Regions from separate parts of the Mus musculus genome. Here region 2 is linked to region 1. Evidence: chromatin contacts called from public Hi-C data. All regions are on one chromosome and are shown on one strand. The core of a region is the stretch at or near the end of the contact, and the rest is flanking DNA. Distances in the headings are between cores, read along the strand shown.

Region 1 (6,857 bases), core at 2,740-5,239:
TGGTCTTGTTTGTTCTGATATATGGACTCTGTTACTGTTTGAAACTGTGTGTAGAGGCAGTCAAGACAGGTCAGAAAATCCTTACAGAGCAACAAGAAAGTATGTCAGAAGAAGAGAAGGGCTTAAAAAGAAAAAGGAAAAAGAAAGAAGACACAGTGTTATCAGGTGGACAGAAAGGACAAAATAAAAGAGCCGAGGCGGAGGAGGAAGGCGAATTAGCTTCTGTGCCTCCTCCCTATGCCTCCTCAGCAGTGAAAACTTGACTTTCATATTGACTTCCCAGATGGACACACAGGTGATTGAGGTTATGGTCTCATTACCACGAGGTATTGTGTCCATCTCCCCTGGGGATCGACCAGATCAGGTGTTGATGTGGGCGAGAGGGTCTGTTTGTGTGTTTCCACAGGACCAGACGGAACCTCTTTGGGTGCCGGAGAGATTGGTGAGACGCTGCAAGAATGAGGCTCCTGATCCAGTTGCCCCTGTGGATGTGGTGGATGATCCCACAAGCACAAAGGATGGAGCCGAGATGAGAGATCCTTTCGGTATTCCAGAAGCCGATACCAGCTCGACATGACATTCAAATTTTTCCATGCTTTTTGATCCCTGAATTCCCCTTAAAGAGATAGCCCCTCTGGCTATCTGTCCCTTGCTTCAGGGAAGATGAGCGGGGATGAGAGCCCTGGGATGTATGCTTGTTATAGTGTGTGTGTGTTTTGTGTTTGGCACATGTGTTAGGTGCAGAGTGTGCGGCCCGCACTTTTGCCATGGTAGCGTAGGCTTTTGCTGCAGTGGAGGCGGGACAATCTCCTCAGATTCGGTTTGCCGCTCTAAAAGAAATTATGCTGCGTTATGCCATGGGGTGCGAGGCTAAGCACTGCACAGAGGATAGCTTGCTGTTGGCATCCTGTGGAAGGCACGTCTGATTGCATGAAGGTTCAGTGTCCTAGTTCCCTTCCCCTAGGAAAAACGACACGGGAGCTGGCCAAGACCTCTCTGGGTGATGAGCCTAAGGGATGGTTTTGTGTAGGGCCCCTATGCTTGCACACTGGGGATCAGACCTCTACCTTCACCCATGAGGCTTGCTTGCAGCAATTAAGATCTGGCCATAGGTTAATTAACATCCTGGCCTTTTGATGCACCTGCCACAAGCAAAACAAAATCTCCCCAGGAGTGGCTTGGCATGATTGAGAGGTAGTCAGTGATAAGACTCCCTGGGCATGTCACCAACCTAAGACAGGGATCAAACCAATGCTGTTTGTCACCCAAGGACGGGTAAGGGGCATGGCTGCGGGGGGCTATCTACAGACATTCTCTCTGCCAAAAAAGAAAAAAGGGGGAATTGTGGGGAGCGGGTGTGGCGGCAGTCCCAAAGGCGCCAGGGACTGCAGCTAAGTCATATGACTTGCACCTGACTTCCTCATATAAGACACAAACATCTTGAGTGCTGCGCAGGTGTACCAGGATACAGATGAATCCAATTTGGTGGAGATTTGCCCTTGCTGCCCTGATTAGCTGAAGCCTCGTGACTGGCGAGGGGGCGTGGCCTGCAGTGCGTGGATGAGAGAGAGTATAAAAGGAGTGAGAGGCCCAGGGTTTGGGGGAGATATAAACAAGAAGAATCAGGACTGAATAAACTGCTGTTAGAAGGACTGGTGGTCGCGTCGTTCTTGCTGGGGATTTCCAGTTTTGTTTTACTTGAACTTGGAAAAACTATCTCAATTTTTTCTTCTTGGTTTGTTTTTGGAAGACTTGACAATGGGAATAATTGAAGGTACATGTTTAAAATACACAACACTCAGACTTATATGAAATACTTGGTATTTTTATTATAGCTGTGATGTGTACCTCTTTTTTTCTAGTGGGGCAAGGAAATGAGGCAGTTGAAACTTATAATATTTACCCAGAAAGCTCCAGTCTTGAGCAAACCTGTGAGCCCTCTGATTAGCAATTAGAATGATCTTGCAACGGAAGACAAACTTCCTTTTACTTTCTTAATCATTTTTAAAATCTCTTAAAATATACAGACTCTACATTTGCCTACTTTTTTGCACATTAGCTTCTAGTGGGAGAGAGCCTCATTTCTTTTAGTTGAGAGAATTCCCCTTTCATTCCTGTGGAATGCTTTTCAAATAATTTTGCTAATTCCCCTAGCCACATTCCTTGCAACTGGCAATCGACAAAATGCAAAGCTTCCATCAGAGCCTCTGCCAGGCACACAGGAAACTTTAAGCTTCATCCAAGCATTGAGACAGTGTTCCCACTTTGGAGAAATGACTGATTGGATGGATTAAATGTGCTTCCAAAGTAATTTCCAAACAGCTATAAAAAAGGCACCTGGGTGGGGGTAGGGGCTAGTTAAATATAGTTATCGAAGAGTGGTACTTAATTCGTCAAGCACCTGTATTATATATTCTTCTTAAAGAAGCTGCTCATTCTGGAATTTTCTATAAATGGGTAGAAATAAAAAAAAATCACATAGGTGTCCACTAAAAAAAAAAACACAGTTAGCAAGCTACAAAACATCAACTAAAAGAGATGCTATGTAATCATTTAAAATAATCATAAGGAAACCTTTAGGAATATATAAATTTTTTCTTATAATAAAGGTTGTTATTGTTAGGTGGTAAGTACAATTATAATCCTGTAAAATATATGGTTGTGAGCAATAAGAATCTAAAACATATATATACAGAAATTGTAATAGGGATGTTTAAATGGAGGATATATGACTAGCTCCTGTTTTTTGATTCAGCACTGCGATTACAGCCCCTTTCAATTTGAAGAATATTTTTAATCTGCACTGTTCTTATTGGAGATAGGAATATGAATCGTGAGTTTATGTGAGGCATTCTGATCACCATGAATTCAATTCAAGCTCCAGTGTTGCCTAGCAACGGGCTAACTTTTCTGCAGTGAAATTCCCTAGTAGCAGCAACCTATGAAGTATCTCCTGAGGAATTCCCTACCTTAAGTGCACCTCATACACTTATTATTTCATTTCATATACCACTGCTTTGAGAGGACTTCATAATCTAGTCATGTGGGAATATTAAAATTTAGAGTGTTGCATTTTAAAATCCATACTCTAGATGTTTATCTCTCTGCCTAGAAAGAAAATGAATATAGACTACTCTGAATTTCTGCCAGCTTTTAATAGACATCAGATTAAAAATCACAAGAAACCAGCTTGTTAGTGCTTTGATTTATAAATTACGGATGTTAGCTTGACACAACTCTAATCAAGTGTGATGTTTCATCCTAATTAATTATTTTCATTTAAAAATACTGTATCATTAATATATAAGAATGATTATTTTATGTTATGCAATCCTATGATTTTTAGTATGTTTACAGTTGTGCCATCATCACCACAATCAACTTCATGACATTTTCATAATCCCCAAAAGATATATTTAATCTATTAACCAGACATTCTCCATTTCTCCTACAACTTTCCCATCAAACAGCTACTGATCATTAAGGAACTGCCTAATCTTTAAACTTTATATTAATGAAATGATATAATATATGGTGCCTTAAATCTAGTTTCTTTCACTTAGCATAATGTATGCAAAGTCCAGCCATGAGATAGAATATAATAATAACACATTAGCAGTACCACATCCCTCTTAAGCCCACATAGTATTCTACTGTGTGTGTGTGTGTGTGTGTCACACTGTATTTACCAGTTATCCACTGATGGACATTGGACTGTTTCTACATGTGGACTATTACGAACAATGCTGTATGAACACTGATGTAAACATTTTTATGTGAACATATTTTACCATTTCTTTTAGAAGTATGCCTTAAAGTAGGATTGTTGATTCATCTTGGTAACTCTGATTACCATTGTCAAATCATTTCCAAAGCAGCTTCACCATTTTGGATCTCTGCCAAAAATGTATGAGGCTGCCAACTTTCCCACATTCTTACCAAGCACTTGCTTTTGTCTGTCTTTTTGAACCCATGCATCCCAGTTAAGTGTGAAGAATTTTTCTCATGGTCTGAATTCCCATTTGCCTGATGACTAATGGCACTGAGCATTTTGCCACATGTTTACTGGATGTTCATATATCTTCTTTAGAGAAATATCTGATCCGTTGGCCACTTCTACACTTGGTTATTTATCTTCAGTTGAGATTTTTTTTCTTTCCCTTTTATTCTTGTGATACTGAAATTCGTTGTAGAGATGTGTTGACATCAAAACCTTCACAGGCCCCCAAACCCTTGGCCCCAAACAGTTACCACTGGCTGGGGAAGAGAGGGAAGGGCAGTCACTATGCATCAGTGTCAGGGAAAGGAAACATAGCAGGCCCCAGGAAATGTTCCTGCTGAACAAGCTCAGATCTGTCTGTTATCCTCACATCACCCCTGACATCAGACTCCTGCTGTTCTGATTCCATAGAGCATAATGCCTGCTCTTGCTGGTAAACAGCACTTAGATTATACAGGGAAATTTTGTACTATAAAAAGTTTAAAAAATAGCCATTATTAATACCATATCATCTTCACCACCATAGCTGGGGTTCATGGCTCTTTGCTACTAATTACTTACTATCTGCCCCAAGGAAGTCAGATAAATAAACATGAACGGAACATCTTACTTTAAGTTATAGAGCATTACAACAGGAATCCATAATTTCTGACCTTGTTTGGCCAGATTTTGTTCATTACACATTTAGCATCAGTAGTTCTGTGAAGTAAATAACATTATTATATTCATTTCATAGATGATGAATATAATAAAGGCATAGAAAGGGGAAATGTACTGTCTTAGGTCAGTGGCTAGCAGAGAGTGAAGCTATTTTTTTGTTGTTGTTGTTGTTACTAAGCTCCACCATTCTGTGCTTTCGACTGCCATATGGTATTTCCTTGCCAATTGTGTTGTTATGGATGGTAGAGGAGAGAGGGCATATTGAGCGAATTTCGTGTAAAAAGATTTCTTTATAGTAGGTAGAGAAGGAGGAGGAGGAGGACAGAGAGAGAAAGAAAGAAAGAAAGAAAGAAAGAAAGAAAGAAAGAAAGAAAGAAAGAAAGAAAGAAAGGAAGGAAGGAAGGAAGGAAGAGACAGAAAGAGAGAGAAAGAAAGAGAGAGAGAGAGAGAGAAAGACGTCATTTAACATGTAATTTGGTCTAAAATTTTAAAAGAATACTGCTATGGATTCATTCCTCCAAACAGAGAATACTGTAGCCATGCAATATTAAATTGTTTTTCTATATGTGAGCATCTCTACCCTCAAGACAGGTCACCCACTTATTGCTGATAAAATAGTAGTCCCTAACTCATTTTACACATGACTAGCTTTTTCAATATGTTGACTAGCATTGACTGGATCTATTGAATTAATTAATGTGCAGTGAACAAGGCTGCAAGCTGTTTGCCCAAAGTAGGCCTCTCACAGAGAAAGACCCCATCCAGGCATCCAGCTCCTGGGGACAAACAATGTCTTTGGTCATTTCTTTATATCTCTGTCATCCAAAGGTGGTACAAAAAGCAAAGCATGTTCTCATATTTGGAGCCATTTCAACCCCTTCTGTGAGTGTACCTTTCCCTACAGCCACCTACTGCTCCCTCCCTCCCATACCTCCATCTTCTCTCTTCTGGTACCCTTTCTATGCTAAAGGAATTCATTTCACCCTCCATCTTTTTCTGTGCTCCAGTCTGTCTCCTTGTGTTTTGGGGGCTGATCATATCTCTCTTCAGCATACTCCTCCACATTCCTACAAAAATGGCCAAAATTCTGAGGTGATTGTCCCAATGCACTGTTCTATGCCATGTGTTAGTGACACTCTTATTCATGTTAATTTGCAATTTACAGTTGAAACTGAGGAACAAGAATATGAATCGAATAGAGCAGTGGCCAGAGGAATCAGTGGGGCAAGGGTAGGCATCGTGCTTACCTCCAGTAGCTACAGCCTGGGTAGTGCTGCCTACTCCAGGGAAAATCTTGAAACCTTGTATAACATACATTACGATGAATAAGAGAATTTTCAATTTCCCTGTCCATCTCATTTATCCCACTACCTACCTCTGTCCTTTGTCACTTCTAAGTCCAGGAGTTCACTTGCCAAATTTCCAGCCCTCCAAATTCCCATGTTTTCTTCTCCAAGTACCTTCTTCCCATGGGCAGAACTGCCAATTAACTCTCATGGTCACACTAGGAATTACTACCACCAGAAGTTCTAAAAAAAAAAACTTCTAACCTTTCTAGTCCCCTCTTCAATTACTTCTAGCATTCTATACTTGTTCTGCCATCATAAACCACCTCTTTTATTTTGTTCCACTTCTTTTCCACTCATGTCCCTTCTTTGCTTGTCATCAGTTCAGCCACTTGCCTGTCAATATCATTTGCTGGTTTTAATTCCATCTACTTACTGCAAAGCACAGCCACCCCTCTTTCCTCTGTACCTTTTCAACAGAGTTCACACTGTCTCATCTAGTCACCTTCCTCACCATCCCACTAGTCAGAATCAACTAGAATGACTTTGCTAAGAAAAATAATCCAGCCAAGGTGTTCCTCCAATCAATAGTATCTCAGTGGCTACATTATTCTTTGAATAAAATCTAATTTTTTCATATGACTATAAAGTCTTTCCTAATCTGCCACCTTCTTATTTTTCTAGGCTTCTTTTTCAACCCAATATTCCACAAGACCAACTTCTCAATAAGCTTCCAACTCTAAGCAATTTTCCCAGGCAGATTGCTCCTTTTATTCAGAGCATCTTATCTTTCTTTCACTTCATCTCATTACTGTATCCACCTGGATAACTCACATCTCTCATTATTTCTTCCTCCAGAAAGCATTTCTTGACCATCTCCCACATTATTTCTTATTCTTTCCACAGTGTCT
Region 2 (6,857 bases), core at 1,815-4,314, 180 kb after region 1:
TCCTCAGTTAGTAAATATGTGAACAAAAGAGCTAAATATTGTATTGGTCTTTGAGGTTTAAAAAAAAATGAACCCCTTTTAATCAACTGTGTGCATTGGATCTTTTAGCAGTGCTGACAAACACTAACAGCACTAATAGTACTGAAGAGCTCCTATATCCCAGCTTACTGTGTGCTTAACATCAAGTCACTGAAGTCTCACTGTAATCCCCAAAGATGCTTGCATCGTAGGGATCAAAAGCTCTGCTGGGGACAGAGTAGCACAGACCTATAATCACATCATTCAAGAGGTAGAGGCATGAAGACCACCCTGAGCTACTCAGCAAAACCCTGTCTCCCCACCACCATCCCCCAAAAAGAAAAGAAAGAAAAGAAGCAAAAAGAAAAAAAAGAAAAAAAAAATTGAAGGCTTTTCCATACCACACAGTACCTAACTAGGATTCCCCAGAGAGAATTACTCAGACAATAATTGCTATAAAAACACTAAGGAAATTGTTGATAAATAGTGACACTGTTTGCAGAAATGTGAAATACAAAGTACTTTGGGGATTTTTGAAATACCATAATATCCTGAACAATGTTGTCTTGGTTGTCGAATGTTGCTGTGTTCTTGGAAAGAAGTCAAATAAACAATGTCATCTACATTTATTCTAGAGAGAAGGGTAACATGTTAGATTGGAAGGCATTGTGTCATCATTTGCAGCTTGTAAAACTGAAGACCAGGAAGGGAAGGAATTCAAGAATACTCAGCCAGCTAAATCAGCCGGGATCAGAGCCAGATGTCCTGGAACTGCAGGCCCTTTCCCACTCACCCGCAAGTTGTATCTTTCCATCTTTCCCTTCAAACTGCTCCCTTGGACCATGGCAAATGGACACAACTAATACACTAATGCCCCACTCTTCCAACACTTGGCAGAAACGTTTGTCTCGGAAACATTTAAGATGGTGTTATAATCGTTTTTCTTTTTTTCTTTTTAAATGTCTTTTCTGCGAAAGAAGCAGTAAGACTAAGCTTCAGGCTTCTCTGCCTCATCATTATATAATACTTGTCTGGGACTGCAAATCACTCGCAGAAGGACAAAGCTCGGGGGAAGAAAGGGTGGGTGTGAATCTTTTGTGATTTCTTGAGTAACGGGAGGCGATTTGTCATTTTAGGAAAACTGGAGCCTGTGTTCTCAGATTCATGCACGATCCAGCCTGTTTGACTCTACTGAAAACTTGCGGTTTCTGAGCCCTTCCCTAAAGTTGGGGGTAGAACACACGGGTAGCAGACAGACCTGTTTTTCTCTCCTCCCTTCTCCCCAAGTAAGAGAAGCTAATAATAAATCAAAGTTCTAGAACTTGAATTTGAACTGAAAATACCTCAGAATAAAACCTGTTTCTTCCATCCGGCAAATCAGCCAGAGCAGGGACTACTTGCATTTTCTGTGAACGCTCGCCCCCTGCTGGTCAAGTTTGATTATGACTGACTCTTGAGAGAAGTAAACAAAATTACCATACCAAAAAGAATTTTTTATCGACGGAGAGAAGATTTATAGAGAACTCATTAATGTAACTTTTTAGTCTTAAAGTTAGCGGTTATGGAGAACCCACAGGGACTTGTTTTTAATTCTCATGGAGACTTTCACAAGCGAAATTCTTGGGGAGCTCTCCAAAAACCTTGTTGCTGAACATATTTATAGAAATGTGAAAATAAAACAACTCTCAAAGGATAACAGTGTAAAAAAAACTTTGGCTATTTATATTAAACTCCTACCAAAACAGCATGCAGTCCCCTCAACTTGGGACGATAAAAAGAATTCCAGAGCAAATAAAGTTACCTGGAGGGACAGGGTCTCCTGGTATAATTTAGGTTGGCCTGAAATTCACTATATAGCCCAAGCTGGCTGCACACTACCACCAGTCCTCCTGCCTCGACCTCTCGAGTGCTACGATTACAGGCTTGAGGCACTAAATGTGGCTTGAGGGGTACTTTTAAAGTATTTTGACTCAAAACCAATGAGATGTGTTGTTTAAATACAGTACACCTGAAACTCTGAGCTGCCCACTTTTTGCCTCCTTGTAAAAAGTCCTGCCATGTGCTGCCCATCTTTACTTAAGTACTTCGTTTGAAAGGTCAGCCAGTTCTATTAGAAATTCTGCTCAGCTTGATTTCAGTCTCTGTGTCCTGCTCTCATTTGATAAGGAATGCATGCCAATGATCTACGGTTAGCTGCTTGGTGGCGACTGCTTTTCCTCCCTAAAGCCCTTCCCCGGCTTTTCTTTCTCCCTCTCCACCACCCACATGCTGCTCTTATTCGGACTACTTCAACTGCCTCTATCACTCATCCACACCATTCCTGGCCTCCCTGTGCACCCACGTGCATACCCTTAGTGTGGCTCCATTTAACCCCTTGCTTGCCTGACAAATACAAACTCAACTAGGCTGGCGGAGTCTAGCACTCACGGGGACTGTGCACAGGTTTTGCAGTTCCCACCCAGAAACTAATCAGGCTCCCATCAGCAAACAGATCACATTACATAAGGCAGCTGGAAGGCGGCTCGGAGGCTGGGAAGCCAGATCACAAGGCTGCTGCTTCACCCACGTGCTGGTGAATCTTCCATCAGCCCCTCGGGAGAAGCAAACCCAGACGTCTGTAGTTAACAGCGTACATTTTGTGCCTGCCAGCGAGCACGCAGGTATAGAATACAATCTGCTAGGTTTTACGTCCATGTACCCCCAAATCAAAATACTCAGCAGAGACCATGTAGCCCCCAGGGAATACAGAAACATTTTTCCTTCTTTGAAATTCCTTCAACTCTTTATTAAGCCTCGTACTTATCCGAGAATAGCTTTTGTTTTACTGCCTGGGCAGTATGCGTTTAATGACTAATGGGCACAAAGCAGGACAACCCTGTCACACACACACACACACACACACACACACACACACACACACAAATGGGTAACCCAAATTCTCCCTTCCTGCTCCTTAGATAAGCCTTCACACTTCACTGCTCAGTGGAAAGCAAAGAAGGCATGGGGTGAACTGAATTCAGCTGTTGTTACCTGATTCTGACCACACTGGAAGGAGTCTAATTTTCAGGCACAGATTTGGTTTACGCAGTGAGTGGGCAGGTGGAACCTCCTCCACCTAGAAAGGAATCGTGATAAGGGAGAATTTTTTTTAAAGGTGGGGGAAGAGCCTAGAAACGAAATCCGTTTTCATCGCACGTGATGTGTGCAGATCTTAAAGTAGGTTGTTGCACTTCTGCACTGGGCTGTGTTTTGCCTTCGATGGATGCACATTCAGCTTGAGGCGATGCTGATAGCCGTGATTAAGCAGCGCTTCCAAGGGAAAATGTTTTGTTGTTTTCCTACCAAGATAGGAAATGCTTGTTTAGTATGCAAGAAAACTCCTCCCATTTCTGAAATGGAATTTACGTTATACGGTCTTTTGTTAGATGGTTAAGATTGCACTGCATGGTAGAAAGGACGTTAGGAGAATTTTAAGTGAGAGAGAGGGAGGAAAAAGAATGCAGGAGATAAAGAAGGGTGGGAGGTAGATACGAAGGGGGAGTGTAAGGGGGAAGAATCCAGGAATGCTTAAGCAAAGTAGAGAAAGAAAGGGGAGTGTGGATCCATTGTTCACAATAGAAGGGCTAGTTAAAACCACCAATTTCAGGAGCCAGGAGGGCATCTCGATTAGGGAAATCCCAGCTATGTGCAGCCCCTACCCCGCTGGGAATATCTGCTGACAGGAATGTAATGGAAAGTGTAGCTGATGTGAGAATCACCAGAGAAAGAAAGCCTAGGACTCTGCTGGGGAAGAGGATTTTTCTCAAACAAGAAAGAAGTGAACCCATTCATTCTAAATGAAAGATGCCAAGTGTATATACAAAGATGGAATATAGAAACTCTCCCAAAGGGACATTAAACACTGTAATTGCGTCATTGTCTATAGACCTGCAGCCGACTTCCATCTCAAACAATATAAGAAAATAACAATTCTTCATGAATTATTCAGAGGTTCCCTTTGTGGCAGTCACACACTGTACAACTAAGGCCCCACAGATCTTCTTCAAGGAGCCTGTGGAACTATTTCTTACATAAGTGTGGGAAGGTGGCAGCTGGCTTTAAGTTCAGTGACAATGCTTTCAGCCTATTTGACTAATAATTTCGAAAGTCTTTTGCAACAACTTTGTAACACTTAATGCTGAATTGTGTTTAGTGTGTCATGTTTTGGACATCTTGGTCAGTTGCCTTTGCTGTAGCTGCCACTATCAATGTTAATGATAATAATATTTTGTTGGTGCAATGAGGTTGTGTAATAAAGAAGACAAAAGGAAATACTGTGTGCTCCACAAGGGGCTGAGAATTGATTTTATTAAAGCTTTGCTGCCACCTAGTGATGCATTTGAAGAACTACCTGATTTAGACCGAAGTCATTCCAATGCATTTTAAAATACCAGTGCAACTGTTGGGAGGGCTAGCAACCAAAATACTAAAACTACAATGTTAAGCATTCCAGTAATATGAATATAATCAAAACTGTAATAAGTTTCCTATATATTATACAACTCAGTTACTCAAAATGTATCAAATAAAAGTGTGTTATAAACCAAACCATTAAAAACAGTTATAGTCAACGTTTATGTAATACCTACCCCATTTATATAAACCTATCTTGTGCCTGACATGACTTGATACAATGGAGAAAGCCCCTGAAGTTGGGAGCTCCTATCACAAGCCATACCCACAAGTAACTGTCCATCTATTTTCTATATAGAGTATACAAGTGTGTTCAATGTAGGTCCCCATATTTGTTTCAGGGGAATTTTCATAATTTGTTAGAGCTAAAGGAACCTTGCAGTTCAAAGATTGACATTGTCATTTATCAAACACATGAAGTTAGTCCAAGTTCAACTGCTTAACATTATTGAGCACTACACATTTTTTTTTATACAAGCAGCCAGGGTGGTCACTTGTAAGGTTGTTTTTTGTTTTGTTTTGGGTTTTTTTCAAGTCCTCATTTTAAAAGAGGGATAACTGTATATTATATGAAGTAAGTCATTTCTTTTCTTCTCTCCTCAAAACCCAGTCATTCTCTTTTGCCATTGAAATCTGAATGTCCATGAAGGAACCATGTGCCATCACCTTCAGTGATTTGCTTGAAGCTGGCCCCACCCCAGGTTAGCCAATATGAGTAAATTCTTCTGCAAACAGTGACAGTAATTTAGTTAGGGGTTGGCCAAGAAAATTAAACGCATCACTTCTATTGAATAACATGCTATTGAGTGACTGTCTGGGGAGTCACGAATAAATGTGGTGTGTCTGTCTGCTGATTGTGCCTTTAAGAAATTATATCTGGTTTTCCCCTGGCCATAAGTGTAGCTATTTGTCCCCATTTGTTGTGGAAAAGAACTAAACTCACTCCTGCATAACTGTGAACAACAAGAGTTTCAGTCATGTCTTTTAAAAAAATCTTCCTCTTCAATGCTTTGTTCTACCCCATCTTGTGACCTCTGCATTTTAGAGTACACTTTTAATGTTTAATACATTAACTCTTTTTTTTTTAATTTTTATTGGATGTTTTCTTTTTTATTAGATATTTTCTTTATATACATTTCAAATGCTATCCCAAAAGTTCCCTATACACCACCACCACCCCCCCAGCCCTGCTCTCCCACTTCTTGGCCCTGGCATTCCCCTGTACTGGGGCATATAAAGTTTGCAACACCAAGGGGCCTCTCTTCTCAATGATGGCCGACTAGGCCATCTTCTACTACATATGCAACTAGAGACACGAGCTCTGGGGGTACTGGTTAGTTCATATTGTTGTTCCGTCTATAGGGTTGCAGACCCCATCAGCTCTTGGGTACTTTCTCTAGCTCCTTCACTGGGGGCCCTGTGTTCCATCTTATAGATGACTGTGAGCATTCTGTATTTGCCAGGCCCCAGCATAGCCTCAAAAGAGACAGTTATATCAGGGTCCCTTCAGCAAAATCTTTCTGGCATATGCAACAGTGTCTGGGTTTGGTAGCTGATTATGGGATGGATCCCCAGGTGGGGTAGTCTCTGGATAGTCCACCCTTTCGTCTTAGCTCCAAACTTTGTCTCTGTAACTCCTTTCATAGGTGTTTTGTTCCCTTTTCTAAGGAGGAATGAAGTATCCACCCATTGGTCTTCCCTCTTCTTGATTTTCTTGTGTTTTGCAAATTGTATCTTGGGTGTTCTATGTTTCTGGGCTAATATCCACTTATCAGTGAGTGCATATCTAATGACTTCTTTTGTGATTGGGTTACCTCACTAAGGATGATATCCTCCAGATACATCCATTTGTCCAAGAATTTCATAAATCCATTGTTTTTAATAGCTGAGTAGTACTCCATTGTGTAAATGTACCACATTTTCTGTATCCATTCTTCTGTTGAAGGACATCTGGGTTCTTTCCAGCTTCTGGCTATTATAAATAAGGCTGCTATGAACATAGTGGAGCATGTGTTCTTATTACCAGTTAGAACTTCTTCTGGGTATATGCCCAGGAGAGGTATTGCTGGATCTTCTGGTAGTATTATGTCCAATTTTCTGAGGAACCTCCAGACTGACTTCCAGAGTGGTTGTACAAGCTTGCAATCCCACCAGCAATGGAGGAGTGTTCCTCTTTCTCCACATTCTCACCAGCATCTGCTGTCACCTAAATTTTTGATCTTAGCCATTCTGACTGGTGTGAGGTGGAATCTCAGGGTTGTTTTGATTTGCATTTCCCTGATGATTAAGGATGTTAAACATTTTTTCAGGTGCTTCTCAGCCATTCGGTATTCCTCACGTGAGGATTCTTTGTTTAGCTCTCTATCCCATTTTTTAATGGGCTTACA

Evidence for each region. A called contact is a pair of places that touch in the nucleus more often than the background predicts.
Region 2: a contact with region 1 is called in a Hi-C map of the N1E-115 cell line, with 5 times the contacts expected there. The contact joins two enhancer-like sites. A contact is called at or near these places in 4 of 484 Hi-C or Micro-C datasets (the N1E-115 cell line, cerebral cortex and forebrain).

The regions. Positions count from the first base shown.
Region 1 is chrX:158,742,047-158,748,903 of GRCm38.p6, forward strand. No RefSeq gene overlaps it. Among named protein-coding and RNA genes, the nearest start is that of Rps6ka3, 510 kb to the right of the region's middle. Within about 2 kb of position 3,990, at least 6 of the 459 cell types and tissues checked have an H3K27ac peak or open chromatin away from gene starts, as enhancers often do. A contact at or near this core is called in the N1E-115 cell line, where this site is marked.
Region 2 is chrX:158,920,872-158,927,728 of GRCm38.p6, forward strand. No RefSeq gene overlaps it. Among named protein-coding and RNA genes, the nearest start is that of Rps6ka3, 330 kb to the right of the region's middle. Within about 2 kb of position 3,065, at least 45 of the 459 cell types and tissues checked have an H3K27ac peak or open chromatin away from gene starts, as enhancers often do. A contact at or near this core is called in the N1E-115 cell line, where this site is marked.